Linked DNA regions of Gossypium hirsutum: region 1 is linked to region 2. A link is a contact called in public Hi-C data. All regions are on one chromosome and are shown on one strand. The core of a region is the stretch at or near the end of the contact, and the rest is flanking DNA. Distances in the headings are between cores, read along the strand shown.

Region 1 (6,664 bases), core at 602-3,101, 170 kb after region 2:
AGTTCACATATCAAGAGTGAATCTGGACATATGGTTGTCCAAATTCATTCTAGAATGCTTTTTACTAATTTTTATATTTAGGTGCTATTTGATAAACTAAAAAATTAAGTGCTGAAAAATTAATTATTAAAAATTTAAGTAATGAATTAAAATTATAAAATAGCTTTATATATTACTTAAATGTAATTATAAAATATAATTTGATTGTTCGATAAAGATATATTTTAATTATAAAAGAAATTCTACATTTTATCCTTAAATTTTAAACATTTCAGCTTATTCTAAACAAAATTAAAATTTTAAATATAAAGTTTTTATATGATAATAAAATATTAAAGTAAATAAAATAAAATAGAATTAATTGAAAATAGTATCATTTTAAGTGACAAGTAACTCTTACCTACTTATTATTTTCCACACTTTTTCATAAAAAAATTCTATCAAGTTATTTTTATTTTGGACTACCAAAAAAATTAAATATTGATTTAATTTTTTCAATCAAGGCCTTACATATTTTTATAAGTTTATAAATATTTAGTTATTTTATATATTTTTATAAATTTATAGATTTTTATAATTTTTGTAAATTTACATATTATAAGTGATAGGTTTTTATATATTTTTAAAAATATTATATGCTTTTTGTATATTTTTAATTGTACATTTTTATATTTTATATTTTATATATCTTTCAAAATTATAACTTAAAAACTTATATTTTATAAAAAGTTTAAGAGTATATAAAATTACTAAAAACACATCTGAAATGAATCTCTATAATTGGATGTCCAAATTTAAATGTATTTAGATCACCATTTATCATTGTTTATTTCTTTTTACATGAAAACAATATATTTATTAATTTATATATTTTTGAAGAATTTGTAATTTTATATTTATGTTTGATACATAGCATATTAATAAGTTATCATGTGTCATTATCGAGTTGGCTATTGGTATTACGTAAGCACAAACCAACGGTGTTAATGCGAAGATACCAAACTATGTGATGGAATATATATTTTTTATTATTTTTAGCAATTTGCTATTCGCAATTCATTCCCAATAAACATATAATCATTTATTACAATTAAATTAAGAACAATTTTTTTATAAAAATATATCAAACTTTTTTATTAAATCAAATAACAAATGATTGTATTAGACATATATTATTTTAGATCAAAGAATGGTTATGATCTCTCTACTATGTTTAAATTTAGAATTTAGTATTTATTCTTTAATTGATATAATTTGATTCCTTTATATAATGTTATTAGTAAGTTGAAATAGCTAATACCCTTAATTATTCTATTCAAATGTTGACTTCGGTTTTTTTCTAAAAATACTTATTTCAACTTCATAGGTAGCCAAATTACATCAAATTAAAATACAATGACTAAATTCCAAATGTAAACATAGTAGACAAATCGAAACTACAATTTTACCATCATATTATAATGACTAAAAAAGAGATTTGTGTCGTTAGTTAGTCTAAACATGTAACATCCTTAATATTTTGGTCCCCAACATGAATTTTTTTTTAATAATACTTATTCCAATTTATTATATCAAAATATTTTTTATTATAATAGTATTTATAAAAAAATAAACATAAAAAATTTAATCAAAATAACTAAATATATTAATTATTTGGACTAGCTAATGTGATTGTAAAATTTGAGAATCAAATTATGTTAAATTAAAATATAAAACTAAATCTTAAATATTACTATAATAAAGGGACTAAAATTAAAATTATACCATTATAAGAATAATGGCAAAAAAAAAAGATTTTAATTATCTAGTTGGTATTATTGAATAAAAGGTGATGGACACATGGTCATCCTTACCCAATATACTATGAATTTCTTTTTACAAAACAAGAATATAGGGTATAGGGAATCGGCTTTGGAGAATAACGATGAGTCCAACCAACCTCACAGGCGCAGTCGATTAGACCGTAACGGTTCATTGAAAATATAATAAAGCTAGCGGTTCCTCGGGCCCATCGGAAATCCGTCGCCCACGGATTTCAGCCCTTAAAAGTCACAATCAATTTTCCAAAGTCGTTAAACTGGACCGGACTGGACCCAAGTTTCAATGACCGGAAATTCCTGATCCGCATCCTAATTGACATATGCCCTTCCGACCCTCCCATTTTCCACCACGTAGCATTATTACTATATTGTGAACTTCTTAACCTCGCCTCAGCTTTTTGTCAGCTCCAAGTTCCTTTTTTTTTTCTTTATTCCATTAGTAATTTCTCTTTTCTTCTCAAATTATCATTCACCATCTTTCTCGTCGGTTTTGAGATCTCAAGCTGATTTATTACGTTTTAATATAGGTTGAGATGGCTTCGACCACTCTAATCTGCGATACCCAGCCATGGAAGGACTTGAAGGTAGCGTTTTCTGCTCATTTCTAGCTAAGAAGATTATAGCTAAAATAGCATGATAAATCTATTTGATCAACAAAGTGGGTTTTGGTTTTTTATAGGCTCATACTGAGGATATCAAGAAAACTCATCTTCGTGATTTGATGAACGACAAAGAACGATGCGAATCGATGATGGTGTAAGATCCTCTATTCAACTCCTACGATTTTTCTGATTCGATAACTGCACGAAACTTTTAATACTAATAAAATTGATGATATATAAATGTTTCTACAGTGAGTTTGATGGAATGTTTTTGGACTACTCAAGGCATTGCGCCACTCTTGAGACCATGGATAAGCTCTATAAATTAGCAGAGGTGAATTTGGATTATTTCTCGTTCGATTTAAATCATAATAGTCTTTTCGTTTTTGTTTTTTGTTTGTAATATTTCTCACAATTTCAGGCTGCTTCTCTCAAACAACAAATTAACCGAATGTATAGTGGCGAGCATGTAAGTTGAACTCTCTCCTAGGAGAAAGATAAAACTAGTTTTGGGTTTGATGTAAAGATTGGTGATGATATTGTTGAATAGCATTCCACGCCTTTTCATTCTTAGTTTTTTTTGTCGTTGCATTGCCTTTTTTTCTGGAAATTTCAGATAAATAGCACAGAAAATAGGTCAGTGCTTCATGTAGCTCTTCGAGCACCAAGGGATGCTGTTATAAACAGTGATGGAAAGAATGTGGTGCCAGATGTTTGGAATGTTTTGGATAAGATCAAGGATTTTTCAGAGAAAGTTCGCAATGGCTCCTGGGTAACTTATCACCCTTTTTTTTACATCAAATTTGACCATCTTCCTCCTCAATTGCTGAGAGACAAATAAATCTTGGCAGGTTGGAGCTACTGGGAAACCACTGAAGGATGTTATTGCAATCGGTATTGGTGGCAGTTTCTTAGGTCCTTTATTTGTGCATACTGCTCTCCAAACAGGTTATGCTGGTGCATTTTACTATTAGTTGTGTAACCCTCGTACTTGTGACCTATGATGATGAAGTGTAGTTAATGTGTTCATGGTTTTCTCTTGATAACTCACAGACCCTGAGGCTGTTGAATTTGCAAAAGGACGCCAACTACGTTTGTAAGTACTGCTTGTTACTGCTGCTGGTATTTGTTGTGTCTACTTCCTTTCTTTCATCAAATTATAAGATTGCCTGTAAAAGGTGTCAGCAAAGGTGGGTTGAGGCCCCTTGCTTCATTTTGTTAAGACAAGGTATTAATATATATTTGAGAAGAAGCAGCAGCAGCATACTATGTTCTGTGAGGGGGAACACTTTGATGCCATTTAGGCCTGCTAAAACTGGAATGGGCATAAATGATATCAAGTAACAAAAAGTGTTTTCGTCGTGATAGATTCTCAAAATGAAATGCATGTCATTCTAGCTGCTTGTCTGACATTTTCCTTGTAATTTGTAATGCTTGCATACACAATAAGTTGTTTCATTTGGCAATTCTAGAAATTTGATGTAATCTCTTGTTTGCATTGCAACAGCCTAGCAAATGTAGATCCTATCGATGTTGCTAGAAATATTGCAGGATTAAACCCCGAAACAACACTTGGTAAACTATTTTCGTTTATTCTTCTGGAAGTCTACTGTTTTTCTGTTTCCTAAACTCATTTTTGCACTGTTGATTTGTCTGATTTTATTTGCTTGTAATTTTATCCAGTTGTGGTGGTTTCAAAGACTTTTACAACCGCAGAAACTATGTTGAATGCTCGAACATTAAGGGAGTGGATTTCATCTGCTCTTGGGTTAGTTTCATATAACACTAGTTATTTCTTCGACAATGTGCATGCAGTGGCAGTTTGAGGTTCTGCTACATTTTACGTTAATACGTCAGAATTATTTCTCGGTCTAAAAATTAAGAGTGACAATGCATTGAGCAAAACAGAGATATTCTCATCTTTGAATGCTTATAATAAGTTTTTTTTTATTTTTTCAATCTTTTTAGGAATCATTCTCAATATTCAAGAATGAATGTAATTTACCATGTTAACTACTATGGTATGATCGGGCTTTCTTATTAAGCCACTTGTGATTGTAATATTTCAGGCCTTCTGCAGTTGCAAAACACATGGTGGCAGTCAGTACTAATCTTACGGTATTATTTTTACCTTTAACTTCTTCATTTGAATGATTAAGCATTTGCCGCACTACTATGTACATATTAAATTGTTTGTTTTGGGTTTTTGTGCCACAAATCAAACATTGCTAAGGTGTTAGAGTACAGTGTAACTCGTTTTTGGTAAAACGAAAATGTTTATTCTCTTTTTGCTTGAAGGAGATGGCCCCTTATTATGCATTTCTCTTTCACTTTTTGAATATCCATGCTTCATAGCTTTGTATTTATTCCCTTCCTTGGCAATTGCTAAGGGGCCAATAAACTAGACTGTACATTACATATTATATGCTAGTATTGATCCTATTCAGCTTATAAATGTTTTCCGTGCAGCTTGTTGAAAAGTTCGGAATTGACCCTAATAATGCATTTGCATTCTGGGATTGGGTTGGTGGTCGATACAGTGGTAAGTATTATTCCCTCTCCCCTTGCTTACCTCTAAGCATCATTTGCGATCTTGATTTCTATTGAGGATTGAATCTTTTCTAATTGAACTGTGGAAGTTGACTAATCTTTAAACTGCCATTTGCAGTTTGCAGTGCAGTTGGAGTGTTGCCTTTGTCTCTGCAGTATGGTTTTTCAATAGTAGAAAAGTATGGTAACCTGTTATTGTTTTGACTCTATTGTATTCACTTTTCGAAACCTATAACTTATAACATCCATTAGAAGTCCATATATTATAGGTGAGACAGATTTGTGCAGTTTTGTAGCCTGCTTCAGTGTTCTAAGGAAATACATCATGTAAATATGACAAACAGGATTTAGGAATGAAAGGGGTTTTTCTTTTTCATTTTTCCCCACGGAGCTCATCTACCATGCAATTCAGTTTTACATGCTGCATTGGGAAGACGTCTCCTTTCTTGGCTAATAGTTGTAGCCAAAAACAATTTCTTTGTAAATCAAGTTGTAGCCTAATGGACAATAAAAATTGTTAGTTGCTAATGCACAGATCTTTAACTTAAAACCATTATTTTGTGAGACAAAACAAGTTACAATACTATGAGAACCTCCAAATACTTGCAAAAGTATGACAACTAAAACTGCAAGATTCTTAAAAGGTAGGTTTTAAATTTCAGCCGACTTAATCCATTATCCATTTTAACTTGGTGCTTCTGAAAATTATTTGTTTATGTACTTATTTTATTTTTCTTTTGGCATAATTTGTTATATACATAAGTAAGCTTTTTTAACTTGTTACTTGAAGGTTCTTAAAGGGGGCTTCAAGTATTGATGAGCATTTCCGTTCAGCTCCTTTTGAGAAGAATATACCTGTAAGTGTCTTAATGTAAAATCTTCCACTGCAGCTGTTATTCTTTATTACTTACTAGATTAGAATAACTCTACCAGTTATATTATGGGGTTGATGAATTTGTCTAGAATCTATGTATGATGCGATGAAGGTTATGGTATTTTAAACAAGGATGGATTAATCCAGTATAATCTACTTTGTATTTTCCAAGGTAGATAGCCAGACACCAAGTTTATTTTAACTACATATAACACTGTTTTTGCTGATAGAAGTTTGGTTGATAGTTGAATTTCTTTCCTAATTGGTATCAGGATCTGCTTTATGGTATTAATGACATTGTATGATAACATGCTTTGGATGCATAGGTACTTTTGGGTTTGCTAAGCGTATGGAACGTTTCATTTCTTGGATATCCTGCAAGAGTTAGTCTTTCTGCTTCTAACTTCGGTTAAACTTATCATTCCTTGGTCCTCCTCCTCCTCCTTTTTACATGCTTACAACCCATCATTAATACTTTATGTGTATATAGGCTATTTTACCATACTCCCAGGCCCTCGAGAAATTTGCTCCACACATTCAACAGGCATGTTTGCTGCAACTCCTTTTCCGCTAGGCAGCTTTTTGTGTTTCTCCCATTTTTTTTTTTTTGGGGGGGGGTTGTTAAGTGGGAGATTGAATTTGTGCTTTCAAATATTATATATTGATAAATCTACTTCAATTCAGGTCAGCATGGAGAGTAATGGCAAGGGGGTGTCAATTGATGGTGTGCCACTTCCTTATGAGGCTGGTGAAATTGATTTTGGTGAACCTGGAACGAATGGCCAGCACAGCTTTTATCAACTAATCCACCAGGTGAA
Region 2 (6,231 bases), core at 2,035-4,534:
TGAAAACTAACCAATAATCCTCAGTGTTTGAAGTGCCTGCTCAACCATTGTACCCAACAGTTTTTCTTTTCTAGTTGTGCTCTACAGCTATTATTTTATGAGGATACTTGTAGCCAGCAGGTGATCCAACCTGATTCAGATAAACTGGCTGAGCTGATACATCCCTTGGCTTAATGAAAATAGCGGAAGTCAGCCATGAAAAAGAAGAGAGCAAGAGCCCCGATTGTATCCAGCAAGATTCTTTCATACATTCAAAAGCTCAAAAGCTTGTTTGCAGTTGATTGTTACAACAAGCATAATTTTTTTCGTTGTAATTGCCTTTTTTCTCACATATCTGAACATGGAGAGTGTACAATTGTAACAGGTTAGGACCCCTTGCAGATTTATTAAGTTTACATTTTGTTAGTAGCAATCAAAGAAACACATTAACTGTATTCTTCCATTTGAGAAATTGGATTCAAACATTTGGCATCCCAGTAAAATCTCAAAACATAAACCGCTTGCATTTCAATAACTACAGTTCACTAAAAGCCCTAGAAAGCTGCTTCATGTTAGCTGCGTCAAGCTCAGCCAATCAACTAGAAAAGACTACTTCCTAGTCAAAGCCATTCGAGAACAAAACTCATAAGAAAAATGAATCACATCAGACTGTTGGTAAAGTACCCGAGAGATTCCACCATTTTTTACTAGAAACTTATCTTAGAGGTCTTGTAAAAAGCTTGCATCATTTTATAGCATAATATCTTGCTCATGGCTGTGGAATACTTGTATGCTAGAGTCTAAAAACTATGCTATGCAGTAAAGAAAAATCAAAAGAAATGAATATCAAAAAAGGAAACCGGAACAGAAACAACCATGCGGTAAATGGAACATGGGGAGCCAAACCTCATGTTTCTTTTATTTTGTATCTCTCCCAAGATCCTCTCTGATACAATTGATAGTTGAATATCCAATATCATTCAAAAAGTTTAGCTAACTATGAGATGCAAACTTGGTTGCCTAAACAAACAATAATGTCACAAACCTTACGTGGCTGTCTTTAGCTCTCCTGCATCAGCAGTAGCATAAAGGGGGTGAAGGACATGTCCTTCCTTGGGTTCAACATGTACCCATTTGCGCCCGCTAAGCTTATGCGTCTCAAATTTCACACAACCTTCCTTTAGGGCATAGAGAGTATGATCTTTCCCAATCCCTACATAGTTTCCAGGATGGAAACGTGTTCCTCGTTGACGAACTATAATGTTTCCAGGAATCACCCTCTGCCACAACAATGCAAAATCTTCATATCATATCTATTATTACTAAATGGACGCATTTGAATTTGGATCATCCACTGACCTCGCCACCAAACTTCTTCACCCCAAGATTCTTGGGTTTTGAATCTCTTCCATTCTTAGTTGATCCAGCAGTTTTTTTACTAGCCCACCGCCTAAGCATCAAACTTAAGCCAGAAGAAGATCCATCTAAGCCACAAATAAATGAGGATAAGTTCCATGAAATTAGCTCAAAGAATTTAATAAATATTAAAAGCAATCAAAACAGCTCATTTCAACGAAGCATACCCGTGATTGTGCCAAACACAGGAGCGCTGGTAACTAGCTCCTTCACGCTTATCCTTTTGCAGAAGGTCGTTGCAATGTTAAACATATCTAATATCCGTAATCAAAGACACCTTGAAGAGAAATCAAATAACATGATTTTCATCAAATATTAAGTAGTACAAAGAAATCAAATTCCCGAGCTACTTAAGAACATAAAAACCATAAATCGATCAAAGCGAAATGACTGGGGGAAATTCGAGGGCTTTCACAATAGATATAAAGGGTTGTACCTGTCTCCTAATGTGATACGATTGGATCGATCGTCTAATTCATCAATTGCGGATCTTTTTCTAGGTTTTTTTTTTTTTCCTTTTCTTCTCTTGGTATGAAGTAATTATCAAACAAATTTTATAAACTCCTATAAATCATTCAGGAAAGCCAGCTTGCTCTAACAACATATAATCCAAGCAAAAGTTGAAATTAAAAAGGCAAAGTTTAGTAAGCTCAGACAATACTGAACCACATAGATCCTTAAATGATTGAATACACTGATATTGGTTTATGATTGTGCAATTTGTACAGCAAATTAATAAGAAAATTATAGATGGGGACCGAATCAAATAAAAGAAAAGCCCAAAAAAGGATCATGAAATACAAGAGATATATTTTGAACACACCCACAATTTCCATCCATTCAACAATGTCTAACTTACTCAAAGTACAAGAGAAAATTACTAAAACCAAACTGACCTTTAGCAGCTTTAGCTAACAATGGTTGAGCACTGGAAAAAAGGTTGCTTCATGTACCAGTTGGATGGCAGAGTAGCGGAGGCGAAGTGGTAGCAAAGGGGCAGCACACTATTTCAGCTTCTTGGGTTTTTTTCTTAGGTTAGAAATTGAAGTTTTGAACCAAGCCCATTGGGTAAATCTTTCAAAAGAAAAAGCTTACCCGTCAAAACACAAAAAACCCCTTTACTGAAAATGAAAAAACTTCAAAAATTAATAAAATATATTTAAAATTAAAATTAATAAAATATATTTAACATTATTAATAGTTTTTATTTCTTTCATAAAAATATATGTGTGTGATGAAACTAAATGGTTATCTTTCACCAGTATCTTGAACAAAGCAGTAAATGCTCTGCACTATGCACCATGCCACTATCCAACAAGTTCGTTAAATACCTTTTAAACATCATCCCGATGTGGCTAAGGCTAACCACCATCCTTGGCTTCCTCGCCATGAATCAACTGTCTCCCAAGCTCTAAAAATGGATCTCCAATTCGGTTCTACCATTAAATTCCCCGCCGGTTCAAGCTCCTCGCAAATCATATCGAATGTGTGTTTACATATTCGAAACGCGCGTTTGAACCACCACCGGCATTGTCGGAACTAGCTGAAAGCGTCGAAGAACTACCGGCGACGGAGCCTGATTTACGAGCTCGCTTCTTTCTGGAATTACCCAACTCTTCTTCCGTTTCAAACCAGTAATTTCTTCAATTTTTGCTTCAGCTTCAAACAAAATTCAAAGCCAGTCAGCCATAGATGATGTTGTTCTTCTTGCTTTGCTCCCTCGTCTAAATAAGTCTTTAAACCCGTTGTTTTCTTCATTGGCCAAAGATTCATCACTAACTTTTCTACCCATTTTCTTGTTGTTCCCATTGAACCCATTTTCCATTTCCTCAAAGGAATCGAAGCTGTTATTATAAGAAAATTCTTGTTGATCAAAAACAAATGTGAAAGAACCCATTTCCATTTTACCAAGAATATTATATTTGTAATATTTTTATTAATTTTTTAAATAACTTTTATTAATTTAAAATAATTTTTAAATTTCTGTTCCTTTCTCACATCTAGGCTTTTTTATCTGAATATTGTGAAAAAAAAAACCTAAATAGTATGTTTGGTAGATTATGTACCGAAATGGTACATGAATGTAAGTGGAAGTTGGTGCATAAGCGGCACCACCCTAAAATCTAAAAGAGTAGACTAAAATATATATATTAAAAAATTGAAAATGCCATCTAAATAGGCAACACTAAAGAAATACGGGTCATTTACATATGACCAAAACCCAACCCTCTGTCGACCTGCTGACATTAAGGTGACAGGACCACTAGTGATGCCTAATAGGTAGGCGGCACACCCCCCGATCATGCCAAACTAATAGGCAACACTAGGGTGGTGAAGCCAACCTCATAAGCACACTCTTGACCCCTGCAACAGTGGCAGTGATGGGACAGGACTATGCCCGTGAAATCTGTTTTGGGGGCCATTATAAGGTCCCCAATGTCCCCATTTTGGCCGGATGAAAGGAAAAAGAAATTTAGAAGAAGAAGAAAAAGAGAGCGGGAAGGGAAGGAAGGGAAAAAAGAGAGAAGAAAATAGAAGCTGAATAAAGAGAAGAGAAGGGAAGGGAAAAAATAGAAAAGGAAAGGAGAAAGGGAAAGAGAAGAAGTTGTGTTTGGGATTTGAGAAAAAATTAGGGTTAGGTTTAGGGTTTGAAAAAAAATTAATCAAGAGGTTGTATTTGCAGTTAGAAGGATTTGGTGTTGAAAAGAATCATAAAAGATATTTTTTCTATTTACTAATTTTTTGTTATAAATAAATGTTTTTTTCTTTTTTTTATTTATTTTGAAATTAATTTTTAATTTTATTGTTGTAAGGTATTATTTGGTTAAAAAGAACTATTAAGGTATGTTGGTATTTATTTTATATTTTCATTCATAAGCTTGTTTTAATGTTTGTTTCAAGTAAAAAAGCCTATTTATGTTATGTGGAAAGAATGTTTTATTTTTTTATGAAATTTATTTGTCTTGTGTGTTTTAGGTTTATTAAATTTATTTTTTATGTAAGTTATTTGTCATGTGTGTTTTAGGTTTATTAGATTTATTTTTTTATGTAATTTATTTGGAATTTGTGAACGAAACCATTGAGTTGGAATTGATGAAATAAATTAAGAATAAGAGTTTACGTGTTCTAACTTTTTTAGATTTTATAATTGGGAATAAGAGTTTATGTGTTTTAAATTTTTGAAATTTCTTTTGAATCCTTGAATGAAAAAATTTATATTTTTTGACAACAATTAAGTTGGCATGTTATTATCTTTTAAACCAATATATTCTACTTATTATCATTTTAAAATAATAACAAGAATATTCATATTTATTATGTTGAGATAATTTATGTTATATTTCTGTTATATTTTTTTGATTGGCGTGTTATTTTTATTATTTTAATATATATTTTTTGTTTTTTATGTAGGTAAAAGTTTAGACCATTGAGTTGGAATTTGTGAATGGGACCATTGAGTTGGAATTTGAGTTGAAATTTATAAGATATATTTATTTTGTTAATGTAGTATAGCAAAAAAATATGATGTGGACAAAACTGTTTGGTATTTCTGTAATTAAAAGCAATATTTAGGTATTTTGATAAATATTTAAAATGCATCAAACTTAGAAATTAATGATCAAATTTTTTTTTGAAATTGCAAGTATTGAAATGGGTTCATTGATTAAGAACAATGATCACATATCAAACACTGTTAATAATATAGTAATATATTGTTATTTTTTATTCACAGGTTCCCTTAAAAAAAGTTCCACGTCATTTACAGAAATAAGTTATGTTGTAATTACTATTTTCTGTAATTTAATAGTGTTAGGGCCCGTACCGCACATTGAGGGGTCGGGTGAATGGTTTAGGATATCCCCCGGATGAACAACTGATGCCATACTTGGAGTTAGCCAGATTCGGGTCAGCAACATTGATCCGGACGTTTGATTTGCAGTACGATTTACTATCTGCATTAGTCAAGCATTGGGGCCTGGAAACCCACACTTTTTATTTTTCATGTGGGGAATGCATTGTCACTCTAGAGGATGTTGCACTGCAACTTAGGCTCCCAATCAATAGGAGTGCCATAACGGGCGTAAGTACGATATCTTAGCCGGCCGCCTTTTGTTATAGCGTACTAGGAGTCTCGCCCAATGATGCAGAGTCCAAATTTACGGGTTTGAGATTTTCATGGATGAAAGCCAATTTTGAACATTTATCAATTAATGCCACTAAGCAAGAGGTGATATGTGCAGCTTAAGCGTACATTATGCATGTTATAAGGGGTGTATTGATGTCGGATGCGAACAATAACAGGGTTAATTTGATATATTTACCCCTATTAACTGATTTGCAGAATGTTCGCTCATATAGTTAGGGTTCCACAGTTTTGGCTATATTGTATCCTGAGCTTTGTCAGACGACAAAGCCTGATGCCGTAGACATAGGTGGATGCCTCATATTGCTGCAGTCTTGGGCACTTTACCGGATTTCATTCTTGGCATCAGTTAGTCACTAAACATATGTATTCTACTGATGAATAGGTGACAAAATTTTACTTTTTATAGTAATTAATTTACATTTTTTTTCCAATGATACTATTCTAACGATACTATTCTAACATGTAATTTGTTTCCGTAGATAGAGTACCAATCCAAGTATAAGGAGGTCATATATTGTTACGATATATCGTCTGATGATTGAACAACATGCCGAGGAAGGGCTAAACTATTCCAATATTTGGGACATGTAATTAGTTTGTATATCTTACTTGAACCGTGTTAAATTTTAACCATGTTATTAATCGTGAAGTTCATTTAGATACCGTATCGGAGACCGAAAATTATTGTT

The links. Hi-C and Micro-C count contacts between places; a contact is called where the count stands out from the background.
Region 1: a contact with region 2 is called in a Hi-C map of leaf, with 1.9 times the contacts expected there. The contact joins the promoter of LOC107918028 here to the promoter of LOC107917907 in region 2. A contact is called at or near these places in 2 of 34 Hi-C or Micro-C datasets (both in leaf).

Annotation. Positions count from the first base shown.
Region 1 is chrA01:25,441,660-25,448,323 of Gossypium_hirsutum_v2.1, forward strand. LOC107918028 (glucose-6-phosphate isomerase, cytosolic) reads left to right here and starts at 1,852. Exons shown (of 24, transcript XM_041083197.1): 1 at 1,852-2,190; 2 at 2,348-2,404; 3 at 2,500-2,576; 4 at 2,675-2,756; 5 at 2,844-2,891; 6 at 3,039-3,194; 7 at 3,274-3,370; 8 at 3,476-3,518; 9 at 3,930-3,997; 10 at 4,106-4,190; 11 at 4,492-4,540; 12 at 4,892-4,964; 13 at 5,091-5,151; 14 at 5,763-5,829; 3 more. The coding sequence starts at 2,354.
Region 2 is chrA01:25,268,721-25,274,951 of Gossypium_hirsutum_v2.1, forward strand. LOC107917907 (50S ribosomal protein L27) reads right to left here and starts at 3,285. Exons shown (of 5, transcript XM_016847317.2): 1 at 2,727-3,285; 2 at 2,292-2,516; 3 at 1,563-1,672; 4 at 1,339-1,463; 5 at 862-1,259. The coding sequence starts at 1,647. The coding sequence ends at 1,026. It also overlaps the pseudogene LOC107917905.